Regions from separate parts of the Danio rerio genome. Here regions 2 and 3 are each linked to region 1. The links are chromatin contacts, called in public Hi-C and HiChIP or PLAC-seq maps. All regions are on one chromosome and are shown on one strand. The core of a region is the stretch at or near the end of the contact, and the rest is flanking DNA. Distances in the headings are between cores, read along the strand shown.

Region 1 (3,673 bases), core at 291-2,790:
AATGATTTTATGAATCACCACACTAACAATTACACCTGTCAACCTTTACCAGGAGTTGCACTGTGAAGATCAAGTCTGCAAGCAAGTGTTCAAGCGGGTGATCTGAGGTCCTGCTGCTGCTGCAGATGCTTAAAAAGTGCACTGGTGTAAACAACGTTTACGCTTCAGAGTCAGAGTAATATGAGGCGAGGGGGGAAATTAAAAGTTTCAACTTGTGCCTCAAAACCTGACTAGCGGCGGCCTGCACACTGAAGCTGAATGTGTTTAGGAGCAGGATTTGAAGTGCTTTTCCGTTAGAGGGCGCTATAAGACCAAGAACAAACAGACTCACGTCAACAGTAGTTTACCCACAGGAAACACTGCATGTTGACAGAAGTTGTGACACTATTGCCTAATCATGTTTACATGTAATACAAGAGCCGCAGTCACAAACATATAGAGTTATTCTATCACCAGGATCTGTCTAATAAAAGAACAAGCATCTTTTGAATATGAATTTTGTAAGACACTTTTTGTTTATTGTTTGTTAAGCTTTACTTTTGGTTAAGGCATAGTCTATGATGCCTACATATACATGTTGTTAATTTGATTACTTGAAATCTTTTTTTTTTTTACTGTATTTGAAAGCCTATTATTGTGCAATAAATTTTGAAACAAGTTATAATGTACTTTGTATTTTATGAACTAACAACCTACTCTGGTTTGCATTGTCTTTGTCATAAGGAGCCTTTGCTGTCAACAAATAATAATAATAATAATAATAATAAAGTTATTGTTATCGCTAATATTAATTATAGTAATAATAAATATTAATTGCCTTATAAGCAGTTTAATAATCCATATATATAGTAATATCTCTATAATTTTGGCTAGATTTACATTTTTTTGGCACAATGAAGATATTAACTTAAAGCTTCCTATAACATATAAACATTCTTTTGTGAACAACTACAAAGCTACATAGATTCAATTTTTAGGAAAGAAATAATAGCAATAATACTTGAACCTAGTTAGAATTTGTCTCCACAAATCAGGCAATGCTGATTTGCTCTTTTTCTATGATGTGGTAGTTTAATATGTATGTATTTATTTATTTTTATATAATTTAAGTCACATTAAAAATATACTTTGAAAAAAGTCTAGTCAATTCAAATAACATTAAATAGTTTAAAATATTTTATGAATGGTTAGTGGCATCTTTATCAAGTGAATGGCCAATAATGTTTTAAAAATAAATAACAATAAAATGTAAAAAAAAAAAAATAATAATAATAATAAAATGTAAAAAAAGGAATTTGAGTTAAAACGATACAGCTGGCAAACCCGAATGTCACAACAGCGGATTTGTTGATTTTTATTTCTTTAGTTGTGAATAGAATTGATGTTATAAAATTGCTATCAAGCTATACAAATATCCCAACATCATATATGCGTCGTCATGTATTTAACCTAATTAGACTTAGTTTTGAGAAAAACAAGTCTCTTGGGGTCGCCTCAGCGGTGAAATCAGTTTCCTGAACTGCCGCAGCCTGAAATGTGTCGATCTCGCGTCACGTGACCCCAGATCCAAAATGGCCGCGTCGGTGTTTTGACGATTAATACTTTTGTGTTTGTTTCATTCTTAACAGAAACCGAAGATAACGCTTTGCGATCGAAGAAAAGCAACCACGCGTGTTTGATGTTTTAATATAAGGATTTAAATTAGACAATCACAGCTCACTGATATATGTTTTATGGTTCAGACTATGCACTTTTGGTGTTTATAAGGAAGCTAGCTGACTGGCTAGCAACATAATTAAGCTGAAAATTAAAAGAAAGGCAATGGAGCAGCTCAGTCCTGAAGAGGTAAGGCTATTTTCAAACAGTTTGATGTATTTACAGTCGAAACTGACCATACGATGGCATGACTGTTAAGTTTTTGTGCTATATTAAAGGCTTATTGGCTTGTCATTGTCACCCTTTTCAATCGCTGTAATGATGGGATAAGCTAACAGGACACAGGCTAATCAACAGCTCAGCATGTCCAGATTAATTTAATTTTGAATAGAAAAATGAGGTTATGTTGTGAATCTTCATTTCGGACCACTTACTTGCCGTCGTAGAAGCGAAATTAAACGAGAATATGGTTATTTCCAGTCAGCCCGGTAGCATGTCATAAATTTGCCAAACTGGATCTACCACAAGCCTCGGTCATCCTTGTCCTTATTTTTTTTAATTTTCACAATCAGAATGCAATCTTTATCGTTTTTCAGTTGCTAACCAATTGGCAAGTTAAAATTTCTTTTGTGAAGCTTTTCTTCACTGGGAATCCAAAATGGCTGAAAGACTGTCGTTCGAAGAAATAAAATTATTTTGAACCAGATATTTGAGTAGTTCAACTTACATTCGTAATTGAACCTTCAGTTATTGAGCTTTGTCGATAGTACGTGTTTGGTTAAATGGCCAAACACGTACTGTCGTTTAGAAACTAAAATCATGCGCAACAAGCTTTTTTGTCAGGCGTCAGGTCAGTGAATTAATCCTGGGGTCCTCTATAAAAAGCTTAAATCCATTCGTTTTACTTGAAGACAAACGTAATGTTTTATGACAGCCAGTTGTAATAAGTTAATTTTTACCTATAAAACGAACAGTATTCGTATTTTTGGGCACTGTTGTGTGACACTGGTTGCTGTTTGACACTGGTGTGTATTTACAGTCAGGGCTTTGTGTTTTGTTGGACTGCTGTAAATGAAGACCAAACTTAGCCCAGCTCAAAAATATCCTTAACCAGTTTATGTTTGAGTGCTGTTTGGGCTGTTTTTTTTGTGTGTGTTTTTGTGCCGGCTATGTTATGAGACCTGTAAGCCACATTAATCCAGATTTTATTTGTATCAATACACTAAAAACAAGCATTTGTTAAACAATGATGCATTGCTAAATACAATAGCCCTTATATAATATAGGTCAAACTAGAGATGTAACAATACAGTATGAACAATTTATATTACAGTTACTGTGGCCAAAATGATTATGGTTATCAATATTATCTGTTGATGATATTGAGTTATGATATGAGTTGAAAAATAATTGATACCCACACTTTTAAAATGAACAAATAAAACAAACAAAATTAGCAGCTTTATGTAAGTTAGTTAACATGCATTCCTAATTGGTAAAAGTTTTCTTTTTTTTTTGCTAATTTTAATGAACGGTACTTTAAATAAGTTAATCAAATGTACTTATTAAAATAACACCAGTAAAATAGTGTTCATGCAATAATATAATCTGTTCTGTGCATTTTCTTTAATACACAACACTCATCAGTATCTCATTTAACACCGTGTACATGCTCTATCACTGTATTCAAATTCAGCTTGTTGCAATGGGTTTTATTAAAATATTGAATCAGAGGACTTGAGTAATAAGATAATAAACATTTCTTACAACATCTTATCACCCGTATTTATTTTATTATTTTTTGATGAATGCGAGTAATTTGAGTACAATAATTGTATATTATCCTAATATCACCCCTTTACTTTAGAATAAGATTAATCTTTATTAGAAGTGAGAAAATATACCATTTTAAATAATATAACATGATGTGCCTGTGTCAAACTAATGCTGGCTGTTCAGGATTTTCTGTAATCTTTCAGAATCATGATAATCAAACAGTTTTAGTGAGAATTAAAAT
Region 2 (3,979 bases), core at 1,124-3,623, 160 kb after region 1:
CTGGAATGGAAACCAAATGGAGTGTGGTGTTTATGGAAATGGACTTTGAATGTATTTTGAGTTCCACTAAATGCATGAATTATCTGATGAGATATGACAAATATAGGGACTGACATGTTGCTGTGCTTCTTATTTCTTGAAATAGGAAATGGATGATGTTACATGGGCACTTTTTCCACATTTAGTCTAGAGTTGCGATGAGGCTTGTGCGTTTTAATTTCTAACATCAGGGAATATGTTTTCTAAAAATATAGCATTGTTTTACTGGCACGGTCATTTCTCTCTTTCTTTTTTTCCGCTCACTCATGCATTTTTTTCTCCCATGCTGCCTTTGAAGCAACCCTGGCATTACTGTATCACCTCACGTTTCCAGATGAACATCGTTCCCTCTCATTGTGATGAAACGACAGAAACAGTTTAGCTGTGGCATTAACACTGTACATTATTTGTCAGATTGGCTTCATTTTCATACTTATTTTGTAAATATTTCATGTTGTATGGAACTTGGATTAAAATGTAAATATGTCTCCTGTATTTGTAATAATTATAATCCATTCGCTGTATAGCCTAGACGTGTAATGCATATATCTTAATTCTGTGTATGGTAATCTTGCACCATTGACCTGTTTAGTGAATGAGGTAAAAAAATAAAATTACAACCAGTGCATTAGACAGAGGGCAGATCTCTTTTTGTGTCGTTCTTTCTCCTTACTCGACACTTGCGTTATGTTTATGATGCATTATATAATGTTAGTGTTTAAAGGTTTAATTGGTGACTTTGCCTATTTATTATTTTTTTTTTACTTTTCTAAATTGATATTGCTAGTAACTGTCAGATTTTTTTTATTTATGTATATGGAAATACTGGACAGTTAATTAGGTACACCTTACTAGACCCCCTTTTGCCTGCAGAACTGCCTTAATCCTCTGTGGCATCGATTCAACCATATTGACATGATGGCATCACATAGTTGCTGCAGATCTGTTTGCTGCACATCCATAATGCTAATCTCCCGTTTTACCACATCACAAAGATACTGTATTGGATTGAGATTTGGTGACTGTGGAGGCCATTTCAGCACAGTAAACTCATTGTCCTGTTCAAGAAACCAGCCTGAGATTATTCGTGCTTTATGACATGGTGCATTATCCTTCTGGAAGTAGCCATCAGAAGATGGGTACACTGTGGTCATAAAGGGATGGATATGGTCAGCAACAATACTCAGGCTGTGGCGTTGACAGGATGCTCAATCTTGTGCCAAGAATATATCCCCCACATCATTACACCACCACCACCAGCCAGAACCGTTGATACAAGTCAGGATGGATCCATGCTTTCATATTGCTGATTCCTAATTTTGACCCTATCATCCAAATGTCGCTGCTGCTATAGCCTATCCGCCTCAACAAGGTTCAATGTGTTGCGCATTCAGAGATGCTCTTCTGTATAATTGGTTCTAACAAATGGTTATTTGAATTACTGTTGCCTTTCTATAAACTGGAACCACTCTGGCCATTCTCCTCTGACCTCCTGTGCCCACAGATCTGCCGCTCACTGGACATTTTCTCTTTTCTGGACCATTCTCTGTAAACCCGAGAGATGGTTGCGCGTGAAAATCCCACTAGATCAGCAGTTTCTGAAATACCCAGTCCAGCCCGTCTGACACAAACAAACATGCTATATGCTATGTTCAAAGTTACTTAAATCCCCATTCTTCCTCATTCTGGTGCTCACTATGAAGTGCAGCAGATCGTCTTGACCATGTCTACATGCCTAAATGCGTTGAGTGGCTGACGTGATTGGCTGATCAGAAATTTGCGTCGAGCAGTTGGACAGGTGTACCTAATAAAGTGGCCGGTGAGTGTAAATAAATGAAACATCATATTTGGGTGTTTATATCTAATTAAATGTGTTTGTAGTGAAAGATATGACCTTCAGACCTTACTAAAGTACAACTAGCCTAATATTAAAATTGTACTCAACCCATAACTTACCTAATAAATCTAATCGACTGTCGTTATCTATTCATGTAGTAATCCGTTTAATAATTAATTATTTTGATGAAACTTAATATATGTTACACATTATCACAGTGAAGCAATCCTTCTTTCAAAAGCAAACCAATGTCCCAATTCACCTCATGGAAAGTCTAATTCCTCGTTTACTATGCTGCCAAACACTCCTCTCGTACAGACAGCTACTGTCAAAGCACAGTGGGCGGGGCACATACGGGGGGTGGAACAGGAGCTTACAGCAAATGACCGGACTCCAATCTCTGCTCAGAGAGCCTCCGCCTATCACAGCCGGAGATAGGGATGACGCCACGAGCACACTCATCCGTCAGGCGTGTTCATTGGGAGCTGGTGCAGTGCTGCTCCACAAGGCCGTGAATGAGGAAGTTCAGCAGAGACCGAATAACAGCAGTCAAAACCCTCATCGAAACTCTCATTTTTGAACGGAACCAAACTTCAACAATGGCTCAGTAAGTATGAATTTTGCGTCTGAGATGCTGAGTAGTGAAATGTCCAACTTCTTTATCACCTTTGACTTTGTATATTCAACTTAAATGCAATGTAATCTGCTTATTGCACGTAATCAGCATTGACTGTCTCTATTCTGAACTGTCTACTTAATATCTAGCACCTTTTCTCTATGCTCGGACACAGATTTAATGTTGAAGTCTCTTTAAAGTCACCCAGCCAGACTGACGTTTGACCTACTCATGATTTCTTGTAATTTGCACTCTGTAATTAAATATAATCAGTGTTCATTCTGTTAATAATGTCTCCACAGAGCAGATATTGCTCTCATTGGTCTAGCTGTGATGGGTCAGAATCTGATCCTGAACATGAATGACCATGGATTTGTGGTAAGTCACATCAGTGCATTTGCATTTCTCCATGATTTTAACATGTTTAAGATGTTATAACAGTTGTCATTTTTATTTAGGTCTGTGCATTCAACAGAACCGTCTCCAAAGTCCATGACTTCTTAAACAATGAAGCCAAAGGCACTAAGGTGATCGGGGCCGAATCCCTTAAAGACATGGTGTCAAAACTCAAAAAACCTTGCCGCATCATCCTGCTGGTCAAGGCAGGACAGGCTGTTGATGACTTCATCGATAAACTGGTAAATATCACCATGAAATGATAGTCCTAGTTTGTTGTGAGTGACTCAGAAGTTGTCTATATGCTTTATGTTGTAGGTTCCTCTTCTTGAGCCTGGAGACATCATCATTGATGGTGGAAATTCAGAGTACAGAGATACAACGGTGAGTTTGGCCATCTAAAATGAGACCTAAAACAGTTTTCATCATCATGTCGAATCTCAATATTACTGGTCTTCACATATAGAGACGTTGTAAGAGCCTGAAGGAGAAGAATCTTCTGTTTGTGGGTAGTGGAGTAAGTGGAGGAGAAGATGGGGCACGTTACGGACCCTCGCTGATGCCCGGAGGACATAAAGATGCCTGGTGAGGATAAGTGTGTATTAAATGGGGAAAAAAAAAAAAAAAAAAAAATATATATATATATATATATATATATAAATATAAATATGGACTATCTGGACTACCAAGTTTGGCATAATTTATTTGTTTTTGTCAGTAATCTTCTGAAATATTATTTAAACTAAAAATAGTTTAAATTTAATTAATAATGTAATTTTATGCCTGTGACTCAAGGCTGAATTTTAAGCATCGTTACTCGCGACACAATTCAGAAATTATTTGAATATTCAGATTTTGTACTCAAGTAGTACAATCACTACTCCAAACAACTGCACTTTTAATATTTAAATCAGTCTTATGTGGGATTCATTTCATAAATATATAGTTAAAAAAACATCATGTAATTTAAAACGGCTAAAACTTTTTAATACTTTTAAATTAATTGATTATTAAGTGTATTTATGCGTGCACTGCTTGACAGTTTATTTGATTTTGTTTCTTCAGGCCACACTTAAAAGACATTTTTCAGA
Region 3 (4,030 bases), core at 746-3,245, 200 kb after region 1:
CGTACCTTTGAGTTGGGAAGTTTGCAGTCGCACCATCTTCCATCGATCATATGCCGCTGGGACATGACTTTTATTTGTGTTTCATAGTCAGTAAATCTTACAAAACCGAATCCTTTGGAATTTCCACTCTTGGCATCCCTTTTCACCTAAAAAAAAAACAAAACAAGTAATGGTCAATGTAACAGCTACCAATTACAAATGTATCACTAAATTAGAGGCATAGCTCAACTACAAATTTGATCTGCTAATAATGTGCCCTCAAGTCACCCAAAATATAGTTGTTTTTCTCATTAGGATTTTTTTTCCATTAGCACACAAGTTAGTTGAGACCGGTCCTTATTGATTCAGACAATTTTAGAATGAAGATTTTTTTTATTTTTTTTTTATCTAATACCTGTGGCTCCTGACGATACGTTTTGGGGGAGCAAAACAACTGGTCTGTGCAAGAGATATTTTACAGCATAATTGCCTTTAATCCACAGCCACTTACATTTGAGTCTGTGCCCATGCATTCATTATGCAACAAAATGCTTGTGACTGTTATGAATGCATTTAGGGCCATTTGCAGTGGCTGCATCAATAATATTCAGCAGTTACACTTTATAAAGCCACATACCTATTACTTTTTTTTGTTTTGCATGTTTTTCACCGTTGATTTGACATACTGTTGACTTTTTTTATTAACATTTTAACTATTGCTAAATTAAATTGAGCAACAGATACTGATCAAAACTTGTCACCACATACAAAAACAAAACATGCTCAATACTACTCGAAGGTGATGGCCAAGTGAACTTTTTTTGTTTGCCTTTGTAGTGATCTTGATGTAGGCCTAGATTTTAGGCCATTGTCTGTGCTCTAGATTTCAATTAATGTGTTACAAGTATTAAAGTCACACCATTTTGTTTATCTTTTTCAATGTAATTGATTTTGGCAAAAGAAAAATATAAATAATATGTGATATTTCATACCTTTTCAAAAAAAAAAAAAAAAAAACAACAACAAAGTTTGCTTATACTAACCTGCACCATGATCACCTCTCCAAAAGTGCCGAAATAATCTTTAAGGTCTTGCTCTGTTGTTTTCCATGGCAGCCCAAGCACAATCAAATCTGATGTCTTCTGGATGCCCCTCTTGATCTTCACCGCCGATGCGGCATCCATTTCATCCATCTTCCTCTTGTTATCTGAAAAGTGCATTCATTCAGTGATTGCAATAATAAGCAGGTCGAACCCATTATGATTGAGATAATAATAACCCATAATTAATTGATTTGCATCAATACAATTAAAATCTAGCAAATCTAACAATACCTTTTGGATAATTAACCACGTACACCAGATTGCCCCAGTCTGCTTCTGGTGCATGAAGAACCCCCTCCACTAGTCGGACCCCTCTCATGCACTGGGACACGGGGCTTCGGTATCTTAGGCCGCAGGCACCGGGAAACTGCGCGGCGACGGTGGAGAGCAGCACGGTGCCGTCCTCTTCGGACGGAATCTCCATCGGCTCCTCGTTTTCATCCTCCGCCACACGAATATAGCACTCCGTCATGATTACACCGAATGCGCGAGCTGTGCTAACTGTTTCCAACTCGATCAATAATTCAGCACTAAGGCAACAAACGGAGCCGAAACAGAAATTAGTACACCAAAACGACTTAATAAACACACTTGGCAACCAATTAGTTGGCTACACGAGTTGTGGCTATTGTTTACGTGCGACTGTTAGATAACGCGGGGTGCCATTAGCTGAGCTAAGCTAGTTGCTAACCGCGCGCACGCTAGAAATGAATGGGATGTCGCGACGCACCCTTTCCCGCCAGAAAATACGCTAAGCAAATATCACCTCATCGATTGTACCTGATTATCGACCGAATGTGCACAAAACAAGTAATTTAAAGTAATTACACAAAGAAAGCTCGTGGACTATTGCATCCAGTTTCTGCTCCGACCCCCTAAACTGATAAAATGGCCGCCCTGATGCGTCACTGAAGGAATGACGTCATCACTTTGGAGCGTCTCACCACAGCACATGGAGGGGTTTGGAAATGTAGTACGTTAACTTTTCAGTCGCAAAACGTAATTTGTTGTACACTTGGTCATTTGGTGTGGTTCTACTGTGTTAATTCATTTTCACGATAGACCGGTCGGGTTGTAATTTGTATTTAAAGTGGCTAAAAGAAATGTTGAAATAAAAGAATCCACTGGAGTATTGAAAGCTGGTTGAAAGCCTCTCATATCGCGCGGCCTTACAGGCCTTACAGGTTCGTTACATCAGGCCTAGAACAGACAAAAGCGCTGTAAAACAATAGCTTTAAAGACAAAGGCCCAAAACTACCTTGCAACCAAGTTAAATGTTTGTTCATATAGCATAAAAAATTAAAATGTAATAACCCTTTATTGTTTTCTCGAGCGTAAAAATGTGTACCGTTCAGTATTCCTTACCTTCAAGGAGTATAATGATGATCACCGAACAAAGAAGTCATATTTTAACCACAAAACAGAACAAAATTTATGTTTTTGTTTAAGTTTCTTGCTTAGTCCAGCTTCAAACGCACAATGCATCTTAAAACACTCATTCTTTGTCATTTTAAGTATTTCTTATTTACACTTATCAATCTAAACTCAGGCCTTCACTGTTTTACTGTTTTGTCATCAAGGCAATCATTTAAACTTTGATCACGTTTTCGATCACTGTGCACTTTTGTTATTTTAATTTACTTGACCTATTCGTTTTTAGTAACTAACAGATCAGATTATTCAATTGATCTTTACAGCTATATAGCGCTTTTACTATGTAGATTGTCTCAAAGCAGCTTAACATAGAAATTCTAGTAAACTGAAACTGTCAGTTCAGGGTAAGTTCAGTGTTTAAGTTTAGTTTTGTTCAGTTGGTTTAATATTCACTGCTGAAAGTCTTAACTGAAGAGAAAATCCAGTGATGCACATCCACATCATTATGTTTTTCATATCAATAGCTACAGTTTTTACACTGAATGCAGAGGAAGCTGTATGCCAAATAATTTGGCCTTCTTTAAGATTTGTGTCATTAAGTAGGCTTATGGGGAAAATAATCTCTATTTTAATGTTACTAGACTTTACTTGATGACTTTTGTTAAGCAGTCGGATCCATTTTATCATTAAAGGCAAAATAATCAGTGATTGAACAACAAGGTATACTAACTTTTTTGATCACTAGCCTATGTACTTTGGTAGTTTAATTTACTTTGTTTTTAGTAGTATCAGTTTTTTAGTAACTACAGATCAGATTATGTTGATTTTTCATTTCAACAGCTATATATTTTTACGCTCAATGCAGATGGAACTTTATAATACAAAATTTGGCATTCATTAAGATTTGTGTCTTAAGAAGGCTTATGGGGAAAAATAATCACTGTTGTAATGTTATCACTTTCAGTGTCAGTCCACCAATATTATACAAAAAGATCACAATTAGGGCTACATAAAGGTTTTAAACCTTGCATTTCACTAGATAACAGTAGTTAAGAAGCCAAATCCATTTTATTATTGAAGGCAAATGAATCGGTGAATGAACAACAGGAAGATAAATGTTTGTTGCCGTGCAGGTGCAGGTTTTCCTTTTTCCATTGCTTTTTTCACAATTGCTGGCCTGTATGTTGTAACATAATGACAGTGGGTCAGCCTAGTCTTCACACTCCCTTGTAATGTAAAAGCTCAAACACAGCTGACTTATTAGCAGTATAAAACACTTGTATCAGCACTATTTCTTCATGAACTAATGTACAATGAGCCATGGAGCTGACACTGACAAGAGTTTTGCTTATTTCAATGTATGCAAATATGCTTATGCTCTATTAGTGTTTTCAGCTGTACTTTTTTGCCAAAATGATTATTGTTTATGGTTTTTTTTTTTCATATAGACACTTCATTTTGCCTATATGGGGAAATGTGTTGCGGCAGAAGAGAGACTGGATGGGGAGTCCGTCTTCAAGCATGACAGGTACTGTAATTCTTAAGTTAAGCTATTTTGTTTTCACCGGAGTAAA

What was found. Hi-C and Micro-C count contacts between places; a contact is called where the count stands out from the background. HiChIP or PLAC-seq counts read pairs in DNA pulled down with a chosen protein or histone mark.
Region 2: an H3K4me3 HiChIP or PLAC-seq map of embryo shows a contact between it and region 1, with 2.4 times the contacts expected there. The contact joins the promoter of pgd here to the promoter of ube4b in region 1. A contact is called at or near these places in 1 of 18 Hi-C or Micro-C datasets (caudal fin) and 1 of 4 datasets of contacts at active chromatin or transcription factors (embryo).
Region 3: a Hi-C map of hematopoietic stem cells shows a contact between it and region 1, with 2.3 times the contacts expected there. The contact joins the promoter of ciroz here to the promoter of ube4b in region 1. A contact is called at or near these places in 1 of 18 Hi-C or Micro-C datasets (hematopoietic stem cells) and 1 of 4 datasets of contacts at active chromatin or transcription factors (embryo).

Annotation. Positions count from the first base shown.
Region 1 is chr23:32,491,766-32,495,438 of GRCz12tu, reverse strand. It overlaps ube4b (ubiquitination factor E4B, UFD2 homolog (S. cerevisiae)), which reads left to right and starts at 1,540. Exons shown (of 27, transcript NM_194362.2): 1 at 1,540-1,845. The coding sequence starts at 1,822. nmnat1-rbp7a (nmnat1-rbp7a readthrough) reads left to right here. Exons shown (of 7, transcript NM_001017629.2): 7 at 53-661. The coding sequence ends at 106. It overlaps rbp7a (retinol binding protein 7a, cellular), which reads left to right. Exons shown (of 4, transcript NM_001328329.1): 4 at 53-661. The coding sequence ends at 106.
Region 2 is chr23:32,332,881-32,336,859 of GRCz12tu, reverse strand. pgd (phosphogluconate dehydrogenase) reads left to right here and starts at 2,373. Exons shown (of 12, transcript NM_213453.2): 1 at 2,373-2,483; 2 at 2,795-2,870; 3 at 2,951-3,130; 4 at 3,207-3,272; 5 at 3,355-3,473; 6 at 3,954-3,979. The coding sequence starts at 2,392. kif1b (kinesin family member 1B) reads left to right here. Exons shown (of 47, transcript NM_194382.3): 47 at 1-676.
Region 3 is chr23:32,295,744-32,299,773 of GRCz12tu, reverse strand. ciroz (ciliated left-right organizer protein containing ZP-N domains) reads left to right here and starts at 1,995. Exons shown (of 12, transcript XM_073939122.1): 1 at 1,995-2,055; 2 at 3,905-3,984. The coding sequence starts at 3,957. It overlaps tardbpa (TAR DNA binding protein a), which reads right to left and starts at 1,948. Exons shown (of 7, transcript NM_198364.2): 1 at 1,314-1,948; 2 at 1,023-1,186; 3 at 6-146. The coding sequence starts at 1,554.